2 separate regions of the Mus musculus genome follow, and region 2 is linked to region 1. Evidence: chromatin contacts called from public Hi-C data. All regions are on one chromosome and are shown on one strand. The core of a region is the stretch at or near the end of the contact, and the rest is flanking DNA. Distances in the headings are between cores, read along the strand shown.

Region 1 (7,235 bases), core at 3,377-5,876:
GAGAGAGAGAGAGAGAGGAGAGAGAAACTGAGGCCCCACAGTCTCTCCTCAGATTTAGCCCTAGTGACCTAAGGACATCACAATATCTCTAGCACTACCTGGACTGGCTAATTTTATGTTAACTTGACATAAGGAATAGTTATCTGAGAGTGGTTCCATAATATTAGGCTCTAAGCAGATAAGCTAGTAGGGCATTTTCTTAATTAGTGATTGAGTTGGGTGATGGTAAGAAGCCCATTGTGGGTGGTACCATCCCCTGTGCTTGTGGTCCTAGATGGTATAAGAAAGTAAGATGAGCATACCATGAGGAGCAGGGCAAAAATCAGCACCCCTCTATGGCCTCTGCAACAGCTCCTGCTCCAGGTTCCTGCCCTGTTTGAGTTCCTGTCCTAACTTTCTTCACTCACCAACTCACTTTTTGCCACACCCACCCCAGTGAAGACATTGTGTCAGGCCCAAAAGCTTGGATGCAGTCCTAAAATAAAGAGTTTTACAGAAACTCAGCCTCGTGGAAACTTTGGCATTCTGTAGAACGAATGTTCCAAGCCTGTCCCTGTGTTAGTGAATAGATCTGTGTGCTTTCTTTCAGTATTGTTTTATTATAGGTGCCTCCAAGCAATGACTTGTCAAATACCTAAGCAAAACTGAACTTTGCTTCCTGGCCTTCACCAATGCCCTAGGTAGTCCTTGAGCCCACCCTGGGCTTGGAATTCAGTAAGAATGTTGCCTATTCAGTGACATTCAGAATTTCCTCTAGTATTGTAAGAGAGATAGTGAAAGAAATCAGGCATTACTGTCTACTACATAGAGTTAGAAATCTCAGGGCAAGCTTAGCAAAGTAAGTTTAGAATTCTTATTTTAGTTATGTATGGCAGACTACCTTACTTAATAGTAGAAAGTCCCCCACAAAATCACTTAGAATAACAGCTGAGTCACTCTCATATACAGGAATTTACCATTGTTTTTGAAGTACATCGGGCTGTGGTTTAAGGAGGAACTAGAGTATTGCATTATTCATGAGAAGCTTAGCTAGAGCTGAACTCTCTAATTAGAACTATGGCTTAGGCATGAAAGCCCTTGCCCAGGGAGTGTAAAGACCTCACACCTGGCTTCTAAGAATATAGCTGACCTTAGATACAGACTTTGTCTCAGTTGTTATATTGCCTAGTTCCTGCTAGACTTTATGTATGCATTTCTCTGTTTTGTATAAGAGTCATTAAGCATTCAGTAACCTCAATGTACCTTGGTTGATGTGTTACCTAACTTCCTTATTTTCTTCTTTATTAAAAAATCTGATGCTCGCTTTGAGAAATTACATCCAGATACAGTACTCTCTCTGGTGTGTGTGTCTGTCATCTCCTGACTTCTTGCCCACCTGATTACTGAAATCCTGATTCCCTGCGGGTAGAAGGGCCGACTGAGTCCAGTCAGTGGCAACTTTTGATCATGGTGTTTTGTAGGAGCAATAGTAACCCAAACAAAGACAGTACCTGAGGAACAAACATTGCACCCAAAGCCCCACCCAAGAACCAAGTTGTAGATCACAATGAGCCCTTAAAGAACGCTAGCCATTAACCAATACTCAAAACAAAGCAAAGACAGTCTGTGGGGTAGCCAACATCAAGCCTATTTTCTGTGGGTCATGCAGTCAGAGGTTAGGTCTTTTGGAGGACAGAAGTGGAGTTGACAGCAAGGTCAAGATTTACAAAGAATTCCAAGTGTGATCTAAGACAGCTTCCTTAAAGTAGAAAGGAAGGGTTATGGTTGGGCAAGGCTCATGAGGGAGAGGCAGGATTGGTGGAAACACCACAGTGAGGGGTTGAGGCAAGAGATTAAAATGATCTTAGATGCAATTTGCCTTTAGATGTTTTCTAAAGATGAGCTGTGCTACTTTCCTATGGTTGCTGTGTCAGCACAGCACAAACTGTGACTTACACGCAGAAAGAAAAGAAAACGATTAAACTTATTGGATCAGAGCTCCTAATATTGAGGAATCAGTAGGATTCCGTTGCTTTGGAGGCCGGAGAGAAAATGCTATTTCTTTGTATGCCCCAGCTTCTAGAGACGACCCATATCCCAGACTCACAGCCAATTCCTAATTCACCTTCAGCTTCTGTTTCTGTCATCCTTGTCCTCAAAGGCTTCTGCTTTCTGCTCACAGTGACTCTAAGAATCGCCTGGGGCCCACCCACACAGTTCTGAGATAGTATCTCCATTTCAAGATCTTTAACGTACGTATATCAATCTAATCAAGGTCCCTTTTGCTGTAAAAGCCAGGACACTCACTGTGCAGAGGAAGAGTACAAAGTACTTAACCTGACACTTTAGCATGAGGTTTAGTTTGAACAGAAAGCCACTAAAATGAGGGAACAGGAGGAAAACGCTCTGTACACACACACACTCACACACTCACACATACACAGATACACACACACATACACACCCTGTGCCACACAGCGGATTATAAATTTCTCTTTTCCAGGTGCCCCGTATGCATACACATTTCTTTTTTTTTTTTTTTTAACACTCTTTTTTCCCCGAGACAGGGTTTCTCTGTATATCTCCGGCTGTCCTGGAACTCATTTTGTAGACCAGGCTGGCCTCGAACTCAGAAATCCTCCTGCCTCTGCCTCCCAAGTGCTGGGATTAAAGGCATGCACCACCACTGCCCGGCTTGCATACACATTTCTAATATCAAGAACTGGATACAATGCTACCACCAAAGATACCAAAGAAGCTACTAAGGGTGATCTGTGGCAGGCCAGGAAGGCTGGGAAGATCTGAGGAAAGGGAAGGAACCCTGCATTCAGGATCTGATTGAAGCCTGTCTCTCCTACCAAACAGCAAGAATTCTAGTACAGTTCCCAACTGCTTAAGACCTTTCTCCTTTCACACAGCTGTAGACCTGAAGTTTCTAGAAAGTTTTCTCTTGTCCCCATTTACAGAGGACAGAGACTAACCCCTCAGGTGATTCTGGTGGCTTCCTGCTTTTCCTTTATCAGATTGCAATTCCATCTGAATCACCTCTGAGCTTCCAGCTACCACAGATCTCTCACAGAAAGGGGAAGAGGGGGAGGAGTGGGTTCACATTGTAACTGGAGAGCCACCATAATGCTGTACGTGGCCAATGCTTACTGTTCCAGGAGGAGGCCTACTGCACTTGGCTCAGTCCTGTATCATAATACCTTTAATAAAATGTCCTTCCCTGTTCCCGAGAGTCCTAAAATGACATACACTGTTGAATCTTGGTTTGACTTGGGTTGAAGCCCGTAAATGTCTAGGGGAACCCTTCGGGCTGATGAGAGTGGCAGTGTGAGTCTGGGTGTCTGTCCTATCACTGTTGACATAATGTAAAGCTTTGTTTTCTATGGTTTCCATTATCTAACCTCTCCACACGCTATCTTTGGAAACCTACAGTACTTTCTGTCATCTTCTCTTGCTGCTTTGAGGGAGAACTCCTGGAAAGAAGCGGTCTGCAGAGACTGACTGACTAATGTCAGTCCTGTGGGGGTGGGGGTGGGGGTGGGGTGGGGGTGGGGGTGGGAATGTTACAGGTCCAACGGCTACTTAGTTTATCTTAGGCTTGCTTTAGTCACAACTCCTAACAGCCATTCCTTGCTCACCTGTGTCAGAACTAACATCCTGTGACTAACGGATGAAAACCTTGGGAATCTATTAACTGAGTAGGCCCCTAGCTTGCACCAACTCCAAGGCTAAGAATGTCATCCGACAGCGTCTGAAGACGTACAGAAAGGACGACCTCCAAGCTTGCTGTAACCGCCTCTCTAAAGTACCCCTCCATGTGTTTCCAACTCGCCTTGATTTATGACTTTGTTCTGTAAATCTATAAATGTTCATGAATCTGCTTCCACTTTGAAGCAAGTAGTTTGGGGTGGCTTAAATCTGAATTCCTAGCCTTGGTCACTCAAAATGGCCCCAGAGTAAACCATCTTAGCCCCTTAAAGATGAAAGCTGTGGCTGTGGCACCAGCAGTTATGGTGCCACGGCATTCTAACAATGCCCCACTTTTCACTGGAGGAATTACCCGATTGGAAGCCAGCTGTGTGCATGGACCCACTGAGGCCAGGCTATTTGGTGTTATTTCCTCAGGCAGATTGTTGGTGTGATTTTTCTCCTGGGGCTCTGGTTGGGCTTCTAGTTTGGTTGGCAGTACATTTTCCCCAAATTACAAATTATAAATGTGACACAAACCAAATTCTTATATTCTACTTTTTTAAACCGTTAGACAAGTGTTTCCTATCGAAATTTACGTCCCTCAAGTCAGAATGCCTTGCATGAGACTGTGCAATAAAATCACTGCCCACCAGGTGGCAGTCATGGTACAGTAGCTCTCAAAGACTGGCGTTGATTGGGGAGTTGCTCAACGTTTAAACAGAGTTGCCATCTGACCCAGTAATTCCATTCTTAGATTTATACGCAGGAAAGTGTAAAACACATGTCTATACAAAAACTTGTACATGAACGCTTGTGACTATTAACGGTAGTCAAAATGTAAAGTACCCAGTGTCCAGACACTAAGAAGGCCATAAACAAAATATGGTATATACAAAGGGAAGGGTGTTACTCAGCCACAAAAATGAACAAAGTGCAGATTCATGCTGCAGCATACATGAACAATGAAAACATTATACTAGGCAGGAGCCAGACAGAAGAGGTTCAGGTTGTGTTAGTCTATCTATATGAACTCTGTTCGCAAAGTAACAGAGACAGAAAGCTGGCTAATGAGTGCGGAAAGCTGGGCAGAAAGCATAGGAAATGACTTTCTTCTTCAGGTGATGAACAATATCATAAAGTTAGTTGTTAACACCTTTGGGAAGATGCTAAACCTACTACACTGTACAGTTTAAACAGCAAATATTATGTGTGAAGGATGGCATAGGAAACACAAGACTTAACAAAACAGTCATAAAGCCACTGTTGCAATGGGGTTGGAGTGGGGGTGTCCATTAAAATTAAGAAAATGCCACCACCAACGTGTCTCAATAGCACAAAATGTGTGGGGAATACTATTTTGAGCATTAGCGAGTCACTATATGACATAGACACATAATGCCTATACTGTCTGGTTTTATGTGTCATCACATGTCAGAGTCACCAGAGAGAAAGGAGCCTCAGTTGAGGAAATGCCTCATGATATCTAGCTGTAAGGCATTTTCTCAATTAGTGATCAGTGGGGGAGGGCCCCATCGTGGATGATGTTATCCCTGGGCTAGTGGTCCTTGATTTTATTAGAGAGCAGGCTGAGCAAGTCATGAGTAGCAGGCCAGTAAGCAGAACCTCTACGGCCTCTGCATCAGTCCCTGCCTCCAGGTTCCAGCCTGGCTAAGTTCCTGTCCTGACTTCCTCCAATGAAGGACAATGTGTAAGCCGAATAAGCCCTTTTCATCCCAACTTGGTTTTTGGTTATGGTGTCTTCATTGCAGCAATTCAAGCCCTAACCAAAACAATGACCAAAGGTTATAAGTTACAGTTGGCTTCTACTTCATTTCCAGAGCACAGCTAAGCAAGAGATGGTCCATAAGTCAAATCACAAATTACCCAGAAATTAAGAATTTACATTTTAAGGGTTGAAAGTAGCAAGAGAATTGTATGAAAGTCAAATTTTAGGATCTACAAATAAAAGTTTATTGGAACACAGCTGTGCCCATTTTGTGTGAGAATGACAGGTATTCTAGTTTGTTTCTCTGTTGCCATGGTAAAATACCAAAATAGCTTGTGGGGGTGGCTATTTGGCTCACAGGTTACAGTTCATCTTTGAGGGAAGCCGGGGAAGAAACTTAAAGGAGACACCATGGAAAAATCCTGCTCGATACCTCGTTTACTTGGCTTGCCCAGTTACCTTCCTTTAATCCCAGCACTTGGGAAGCAGAGGCAGACAGATTTCTGAGTTCCAGGCCAGCCTGATCTATAGAGTGAGTTCCAAGACAGCCAAGGCTACACAGAGAAACCCCGTCTCGAAAAAACAAAAACAAAAAAAGAATACTTGTGAAAAATACCAGTGCACCTCACTGTGTTTGCGTCTTTCCTGCTTCCTTTGAACAAATAAGCCAAATCATCCACACTATGCTAACATTTGCCTTCCTGCTCAATTAAGATTCTATTGTTTCTGTGTTTCTTACTGATTTAAATGAGCACAAAGGCCTGGGGTGGGTGCCCTTCCAGCTGTTTGCTCATATCATATCTGTTTCCTCCTCTTCTTCTTCCTCCTCCTCCTCTTCCTTTTCTGCCCTCTAACTGAGATCCTCCTGCCTCTACCTCCCAAGTACCGGGATCCAAGGTGTATACCACTACACCCAGCTATATAGTTTTTCTTCAGCCTGGGTTAACAGACAGTGTTTATTCTTCTCTTTCATATCCTTCAGACCTTTGAGTATGCAAAAGTCTGACCCTGAACTATGACTCTTGGAACCTGAGCTGTCTCAGAAGGACCTGAGGGCCTTTAGCCCTAGCTTCCCAGTAAGGCTGCTTCCTTACCATGACCTCTTGTTTATCCCTTCCTGTTTGGCTTTTCCTATGAATGCCAGTGTTTCCTAAAATCCTCAGATACGTTGTTTTAGATTCTGTGTCTCAATCCCCATTTATGGGGACAGCCTAAACTAAACTAAAACACCAAAACTCAAATCACAACCTCTGTAGATATTTAAGTTTAATCAGCTTGTATGAAATGTGTTTATAGGAACATATGAAGTCTCCAGAAATGGCAGCTTTCCCAGCAAGCGTCTAGATAAACTATTCTAGATGCTAGAAATGAATTTGTTCTCCTCCCCACAGAGGTCAGGGAGAAATGCCTGCAATGGGATTCAAAGTAAATTTCTCCTTCTATTTCCTGTAGGGTAATGGTCTCCTGCTAACTGAAGTTCTTACTCTATTGCCTTAGATTTAGATGCACCTCCTTATACATAAACTTATTGGATATTGTCTGAGTGTGTGCCACACTTTAATGTTTATATTAAATACACCTTAAATGTATATGCATTGGGTATGGTTCATATATAAAATATGTATGTAGAGAATCCCACTCACTATTACCCATTTCTATTCCTTCCTCCACAAAAGTCAGTCAAAAGGAAGATGCAACCTCTTTCATCCTTTATTCTGCTCTGGTCTCAATCTCTAACACATCTTCTAATCATGGGGATGCCTGTGGCCATGTTGTCTCTGGCATTCTTCCACATCTAGCCAGGACATCTCTTGATCACTGTGCCTCCTGATAG
Region 2 (7,235 bases), core at 1,847-4,346, 450 kb after region 1:
AAGATCTGGGTGGGATCAGTAAGCAACTTAAAGGAACAGCGTCCCTTTAGACTAAGTCTGTGTTCTCCAGGCTACTGTTCCGAAAAAGAAAAAAAGAAATAAAGAAAAGAGAAAGTGAGCAAATTTTTTACATTGTAAGTGTCGATCGACCATCTGCCTGTGTTTCTTACACTATATCCTTGGTTTGATTCCTGTCTTTCTCTTTGCTAGGGTTTGTTCTCTGAGACACCCTTTAGAATAGCAAACACTCTGGAGTCATATAAATGACAGCAGACTCAGATTCAAAATCTTTTTAAGAAAATGAGCAGATTAATAATTTCTGAAGTTGAATAATGAGCATGTAGCTATTAGTCATTCAAGTCTTTCTACTTTCTGATTCTTGAAAAAAATTTTATACAAGAACGTTTAGGTAATATTTAGTTTTACTTGAATTCTGACTCTGCCCCTAACCTCTATGAGAGCCTTGCTCTCCCGTGTATCAATGAGGCAGGGCTGCATGTGTTATGATGTTTTCTAACTGTAACTGTAACTGGGTGAAAACCTAAATAAGTTCTCCAACTCTGCTGCTTTTAGCTGATTTTAAAAATCACTAACTTTGGAGATGACAGACTCTCCCACTGACTGAAAGTGCTAGAGGTGTCACCACTGACTGGAGCCATCTGGCAGGTTGCAACTGTTCTATGAAAAGTTGCACTTCACTATCTTTTCGAGTGACAGTTGTCTTTCCCCCTCCCCAGGGGACCATTTTTTCCTGTTCTCAGATTAAAGATACCTTTTAGAATCTGAGGGTGCACAACTTTGATCCCAGCACTTTCGAGGCAGAGGCAGATGGATCTCTGAGGTTGAAGCCAGCCTTGAATGAAAAGGTGTATACCACCATGCCCAGCCAGCACAAGACTTTCTAATAATTACCTTATTCTTACATTTAAAGAAGCCAGGCACACCAGAAGAAGGCTTCAGATCCCATTACAGATGGTTGTGAGCCACCATGTGGTTGCTGGGAATTGAACTCAGGACCTCTGGAAGAGCAGTCAGTGCTCTTAACCAACAAGCCAGAACAACAATATCAACCAAGTAGACACCCCCCCCCCAGAGCTCCCAGAGACTAAACCAACAATGAAAGAGTACACAAGAAGGACCCATGGCTCCAGCTGCATGTGTAGCAGAGAATGACCTTGTCTGGCATTGATCAGAAGAGAAGCCCTGGGTCTTGTGAAGGCTTGATGTCCCAGGGTAGGGGAATGATAGAGCTGTGGGAGGGAGTGGGTGGATGGGGGAGCACCCTAGTGGAAGCAGGGAGAGGGGTGGTAGAGTGGTGGGTTTTCAGAATTGAAACCGGGAAAAGGGATAACATTTGAAACATAAATAAACAAAATAACAAGAAAGAAAAGAAAGAAAGAAAGAAAGAAAGAAAGAAAGAAAGAAAGAAAGAAAGAAAGAAAGAAAGGAAGGAAGGAAGGAAGGAAGGAAGGAAGGAAGGAAGGAAGGAAGTCAGGACATCTAGTGACCTTGCCAGGATATAGCAGTTTGTACTTTAGGAAAAGCAGCCCACTTAAGTTTGTAACTGTCTTGGTATCTACCTATCTGACAAACCTCCCTAAAATTCCTACCTGAGCCTTTCACCTTCAGGTACTAAGCAAAATGGATTTTTGCTAGTGAGAGCCCCTATCTTTGGAATGCTGGATTTCCTAATAGAACTTTTTCCTTGCCTAAACACTTGCCTTCAAGTCAATGGCCTTTTTAAGTGACTGGAAAAGAACTTGGATTTGTCATTATTTATAGTTTTATTTGCTTTATTTACAGTGGTTGATATTTTGAGATGTCTATCCCAGAAGGGGGTCTTCGCAGCTGGCCCTTTGTCTTTTATTCTTATTTTCTAACTTATGCATTCAGTCTATGGTGAAAGGACCTTACTGCTCTACAAATGACTAGGCTTCCTCTGAGATCCATAACAGCGTGATTATTGAAGAAGGAGATATATGTGTTGTTAAAATTATTTAAAATAGTTTTCTTACTAATTTCATTAATTATTCTATGTGGGTCTACATGTGATGGGGTTTGTGCATGCCACGGTATATATTAAGAAGTCAGAAAATAACTTCATAGGATTGGTTCTCTCCTTCTATCTTTTCACAGCTACTAGGGATAAAACCCAGGCTGTCGAGCTTAGGCCACTTTGTGAGATTTTACCTCTGAGCCATATTTTAGATCCTATGGTTACCATTTTTTAGGATGGCTGACATTTTAACAATATTGATGCAATAACAATATAACAATAAGAACCTCTCGAGATCAGCAAGCATGTGTCAGTCAAAGTACTGAGTGTTTCACATACATGTCACCATCTGCACTCCACAGGCATGAACGTCATGGAAGTGGAGAGTGATTGAGTATCTTTTATCCTCCTGATGTGCCTGTCTCCGAGGCTCACTGCTTCTATCTGCTAGCTTAGGTCTAGTCCTGGAGGCTTCTGGCCTGTGTGCCATCTTATCTAGGCCTAGAATGTTTTCATTCTCTGGGACTGACTGTTGAATGAGCTCACCCTTTCTTGATCTTTCTGAACTCTGGCTGGCTGGTTCATCTCAGCTCATCTGACTCAGAACTCTTCTCTAAGCTGACTGATTCAATCTGGCTTCTTTCGGTTTCTTCTGAGTTGTCCTGCTTGGCCTCATACTAACTCTGGCAATCTGTTCTAATCTTCTGTCTCCTCATTCTCTGGCTTGCTCTGTCTTCACCTGTGTCTAGCTTGTTTTCTCTCTGTCTTTGAACAACTGTCCTTGTAAAACTTCCCCCTCTGGTTTCTACAATGCTCTCTCTTAAGTAGCTTCCCTTTTCTCTTGTTTCTTCTGAGAGTTGGTCATATCCTATCCTGTCAAGTCTTTCTCTGATTTGTTACTCTGTCTGCCACTTAGACTTCACTTTTCAACATGGGTTCTTCCTTCTACTAACTAACTTTACCTTTATTGTTTGGGATTAAAGATGTGTACTAAGGGTGTTTCTGTATTTCAGCCACAGGAATTAAAGATGTGGGCTAAGGCTGTGCTACACAAGCAGAAACAGGTTTTTCAGTAAAGCACACAATCTCAGGGCTCACAATGGGATCAAATATCCTGCAACAGTAAAGTAGTGTTGAGCAGAGATTCTCAAGAGCCTTTATGGGTAGAGGTAAGAAAGTTCACATATTTATAAATGACAGCAAGAGTAATTTTTGTGGTGACAGAATGACTGCATCATGACTATCAATGCCATTGCCATTCAGGATGCTGCCAACTGGGGGATGTTGAGTTAAGAACAGACTGCATGGCGATACAGTATTGTTGTTGTTCTTGTTGTTAATTTAGAATTGCATGTGACACTACAATTATTTCTTGGTTAAAAAATAATTTAAGATGAACAGGAAAGAAGGCTTTCAAAAGTAAAAGTAAAAGGACATTTGAAGAGGTGGCTGAGTGAGTACAGAGTGTGTGAATCTGAATTGCATCCCCAGAGTCTCTACAAAGGACATGTCTACACTATCAGTGCAGGACTGGTAGATACAGGAGGATTCCTAGGACACAATAGCCGGGTAATCTAGCCAAACGGTGAGCTTCAGGTTTAGAGAGAGTCCTTACTTCAAAAACTAAAAAAGAATGCAGTTGAGAAAGGCATACAACAGCGAGACTTGGCCTCCACATGCATGGCTACATGCACACACATGTGAATGTGTACGTACATGCACATGCAAGAAAAATAAAATAAAATAAAATAAAATTCCAGGTTTTGCAGACACTGAGACCATAAAAAGTGTCATTTGGTAGCATTTCTACTGTCATCCTAAACTTAGAGAATGTTAGAACAGTGGGCGGGGAGAAGACTCAATAGATGAAAGTATTTGTTGCACAAGCAGAAAGACCTTCTTGCAAATTCCCAGCACCCATGTATCAAAGTCAACCATGTAATCCCAACACATTGAGGAGCAGAGACAGAGGGTCACTGGGTCTTATTGGCTTTCAAGCCAGCTCCAGGTTCAATGAGAAACCCTGACTCAGAAGAGTGACAGAGCAAGACATCTAACATCCTATTCTGGACTTCACACTCATGTGATGGCTCATTCACCACTCATACACTGTTCCCCTCTGTCATACACATATACACAATACAAACATACATACATATACAAGCAATACTACACATATCATACACACATATATGTGCATACACCATAGACACATACACACATTCATATACCATGTATATATACATATATATATATATATATATATATATATCACATAATTAAAGATCCTCTGAGCCTTACTTCTAACAACTATCTTATCAAATGAAAGTTCCACGTGAATGTGAATGATTTCTTCATCACCCCCTCACAAAGTAGCTTTTCAAGAAATTCCCTGAGGTTTTCAAGTAACAGTGAAATCTATAGTCAAAACCAGATATTTGCTTTCTTTTCTTGGGAGGTTAGCCACATTTTTCACACTCACATGGCATACATGAGATAAGGCATGGGACGTTACAATTCACAGGAAATTACAATGCTGTTGCCTTACAGACTCCAGAAAATTCATAAAACCATTTTTAAAAGCTGGTCACAAATCAGCTGAAAGTTGTATCCAAAGAATATGCCTGGGTCAAGAATAAGGCATGGCATGGTGTTGTCCAAGTTCCTCTCAGTTTGATCCACCCACCACGCTGCTGATCCAGTGTCAAATAAACCAGAGGCTGTGACTGAAAAGGGAAAAGGCAGTGATCTCCCTAAACATTTTAGAAAAACTATTAGAAGTTCCATGTTAATTTTTTTCCCAGTAGAAAACTTGGTGCGGCCAAACTTCTAAGAACTGCTCTAAAGGTCTGAAGCTTCCAGAACTCACTATGCTTCTTGGACCCAAGAATATGGCTTGGGCGTTGTCTTGTGCCCTTCTGCAGTAAACGGAGGAACATCAAGAAAGGATTGGTCCTATTCATCAGCAAAGAGAAAAATTTAAATCCTTCAACTTGGGAAATGGGGCATTGCCTAAGTCTGAAACAGTGAACAGCTTCGTCACTAAATTCTGAATGACTTAACCTTTTTCCTTGCCTGTCCTTGTAATGTTTCGCCAGCAAAACACACTCGGACAACCAGGTCCTTCTACGGCAAAGCTTTATTGCTTACTTATCAGGAAGACCCCGAACCCGGTAAATGGTGCTGCTTAAATACCCCTCTGTGTGACGTGTCAACTCCTGATTAGCTGCTCACTCATCACCCCACTGCTACGCCCCGAGATGGGCAGTGAGTTGGCACGAATTTACTCTTGCACTTGCGCACATTGCTTGTTTACCAGTTAGGCACTGTGGAAGCCATCTTGTAATGGCACAGCTCTCCACACTTGCCCTCTACTTCCTCTTTTGTTATTGCTATTATTTTTTAAGAAACTTTCTTTTAAGAATAACTTAGATACATAGTGATTGTTTTCTTACATAATTACCCCCACTACACCTTCCTTCATCTTCTGAAATTTGGTTCCCAGCTTGAGTAATTCCCACCACAATGTTGTGACTACTAAAATGTCCTTTTTATGGTCCCCTCTTCCATGTTGTTTCTTCCTTATCAAAGCCCACTACTAGGAAAAATGTTATCTAGAAAAAATGGACAAATCTTCTTTCTAATAAATACCAAAAAGAGGAATTTGGATAAATCTTAGGTTTGAAAGATCAGTTTTAACTCGATGGTTCCCTTCACTCAATGGACAGAACTCCTAACTTTGTCTTCCAACACTCACTGAGAGAAGACCACATCTGTTCATAACAAGGATTGGTTCCTGCTTTTAAAAAAATTACTAAGCCAGGCAGTGATGGTACACGCCTTTAATCCCAGCACTTGGGAGGCAGAGGCAGGCAGATTTCTGAGTTCGAGGCCAGCCTGGTCTACAAAGTGAGTTCCAGGACAGCCAGGGCTACACAGAGAAACCCTGTCTCAAAAAACAAAAACAAAACAAAACAAAACATACTAACTTTGTGCATATGAACATATATGAAATGAATGTGTGGGTGCTGTGTCTATTGTATTTTATAAGAAAGAGAGGGGGAGAGGGAGGGAGAGAGAGAGAAAGAAAGAAAACAAAGATATATTAGGTATAGAGGTATGGTGAGGTGGAAGGGGGTTCCTCTTCGGGAACATGCTGAGACATTCCCCCCCCCCCCCCCGCCCTGAGGTACCAGCCATAGGATAGATGGCGTAGAGTTTATTTAGGCCATGGGGAGGGGAGTTGAGGAGGGAGTAGAGACAGAAAGGAAGAGTGGGAAGTAGAGACAGGCAGGAGAGGAGAGGGAAGCAGAGGAGAGGGAAGCGGAGGGGAGGGGAGAGGAGGGGAGGGGGAAGTCAGGAGCACATGGAAAGAGAGGAGGGAGGGGAATGGGGAGCGAGGGGACAGAGAGGGAAGAGAGTAGGAGAGTAAAAGAATAAGAGAGTGAGCAAGCAGCCCCTTTTGTAGTGAGTCAGACATACCTGGCCATTGCCAGGTAACTGTGAGGCAGAGCCTAAGGAATGCTAACAGTGTCCATGTGTGTGAATGTACACCACACTACAGACGTAGATGTAAGGAGTAGCTTGGGTACTTGTTTTCCCCTTCTACCACTGACTGCAGTTTCTGGGGATCTGAACTCAGTACCTCACACTTATCTTGCAAATTCTAGCCTCAGCCCTAAATCCTGCTTTTGATGGAGAAAATTAAATATAAGCTAGTTTTCAATCAGATTTTACTTTCCTGTATTAGTGTTGTTTGTATTATACATTGATGAATTCTTTAATTTATCAGTACAGGGCATTTAAACTCTTTATATATATATATATATATGGAGGGCAAATAACAGTATCAAACCTCAAAGTAGAATGTAAAGACAGACCACACTTAATTTTTTTTTTCCATTTCAAGGTTGGTAAAATAGGGAATAATGTTAACGGCCACAGAAGGAGTTAAGCCAAAATCAGAGAGAAAATAAATCTCAGCTCTTTATGCAGCTATCCCTCCCTCTATCCCTCCCTCTTCCTAAATACCTCCAAGGCTTATAGACTTTTACGCTGCCCAGGCTTAAGGCAGAGCAAGAGAAGGGGTAGCCTGCTTAGTGAGAAATTTACATTTGGAAAATAAGAGTTTCACTTTCGGACAAGTGGCTCAGGAAAAACCATCATGGATAAATTCCAGCATGTTATGCTTGACCATCAACACTCCATCTTAGAACTTTCTATTGATGGAAAATTTTTC

The links. A called contact is a pair of places that touch in the nucleus more often than the background predicts.
Region 2: a contact with region 1 is called in a Hi-C map of the C3H10T1/2 cell line, with 6 times the contacts expected there. The contact joins two enhancer-like sites. A contact is called at or near these places in 10 of 39 promoter capture datasets (the 3T3-L1 cell line, the C10 cell line, HPC-7-derived erythroid cells and 7 more), 2 of 15 datasets of contacts at CTCF or cohesin (large pre-B cells and stem cell-derived epiblast-like cells), 104 of 484 Hi-C or Micro-C datasets (the 3T3-L1 cell line, 3T3-L1-derived adipocytes, the 63-12 cell line and 60 more), 8 of 115 datasets of contacts at active chromatin or transcription factors (the NIH/3T3 cell line, PVALB interneurons, astrocytes and 4 more) and 4 of 9 other capture datasets (adipose tissue, embryonic stem cells, liver and 1 more).

What each region holds. Positions count from the first base shown.
Region 1 is chr6:7,728,920-7,736,154 of GRCm38.p6, forward strand. No RefSeq gene overlaps it. Among named protein-coding and RNA genes, the nearest start is that of Gm46950, 8.3 kb to the left of the region's middle. Within about 2 kb of position 4,627, at least 26 of the 459 cell types and tissues checked have an H3K27ac peak or open chromatin away from gene starts, as enhancers often do. A contact at or near this core is called in the C3H10T1/2 cell line, where this site is marked.
Region 2 is chr6:8,180,350-8,187,584 of GRCm38.p6, forward strand. The region is part of intron 1 of Col28a1 (collagen, type XXVIII, alpha 1); the gene reads right to left. Among named protein-coding and RNA genes, the nearest start is that of Col28a1, 8.6 kb to the right of the region's middle. Within about 2 kb of position 3,097, at least 1 of the 459 cell types and tissues checked has an H3K27ac peak or open chromatin away from gene starts, as enhancers often do. A contact at or near this core is called in the C3H10T1/2 cell line, where this site is marked.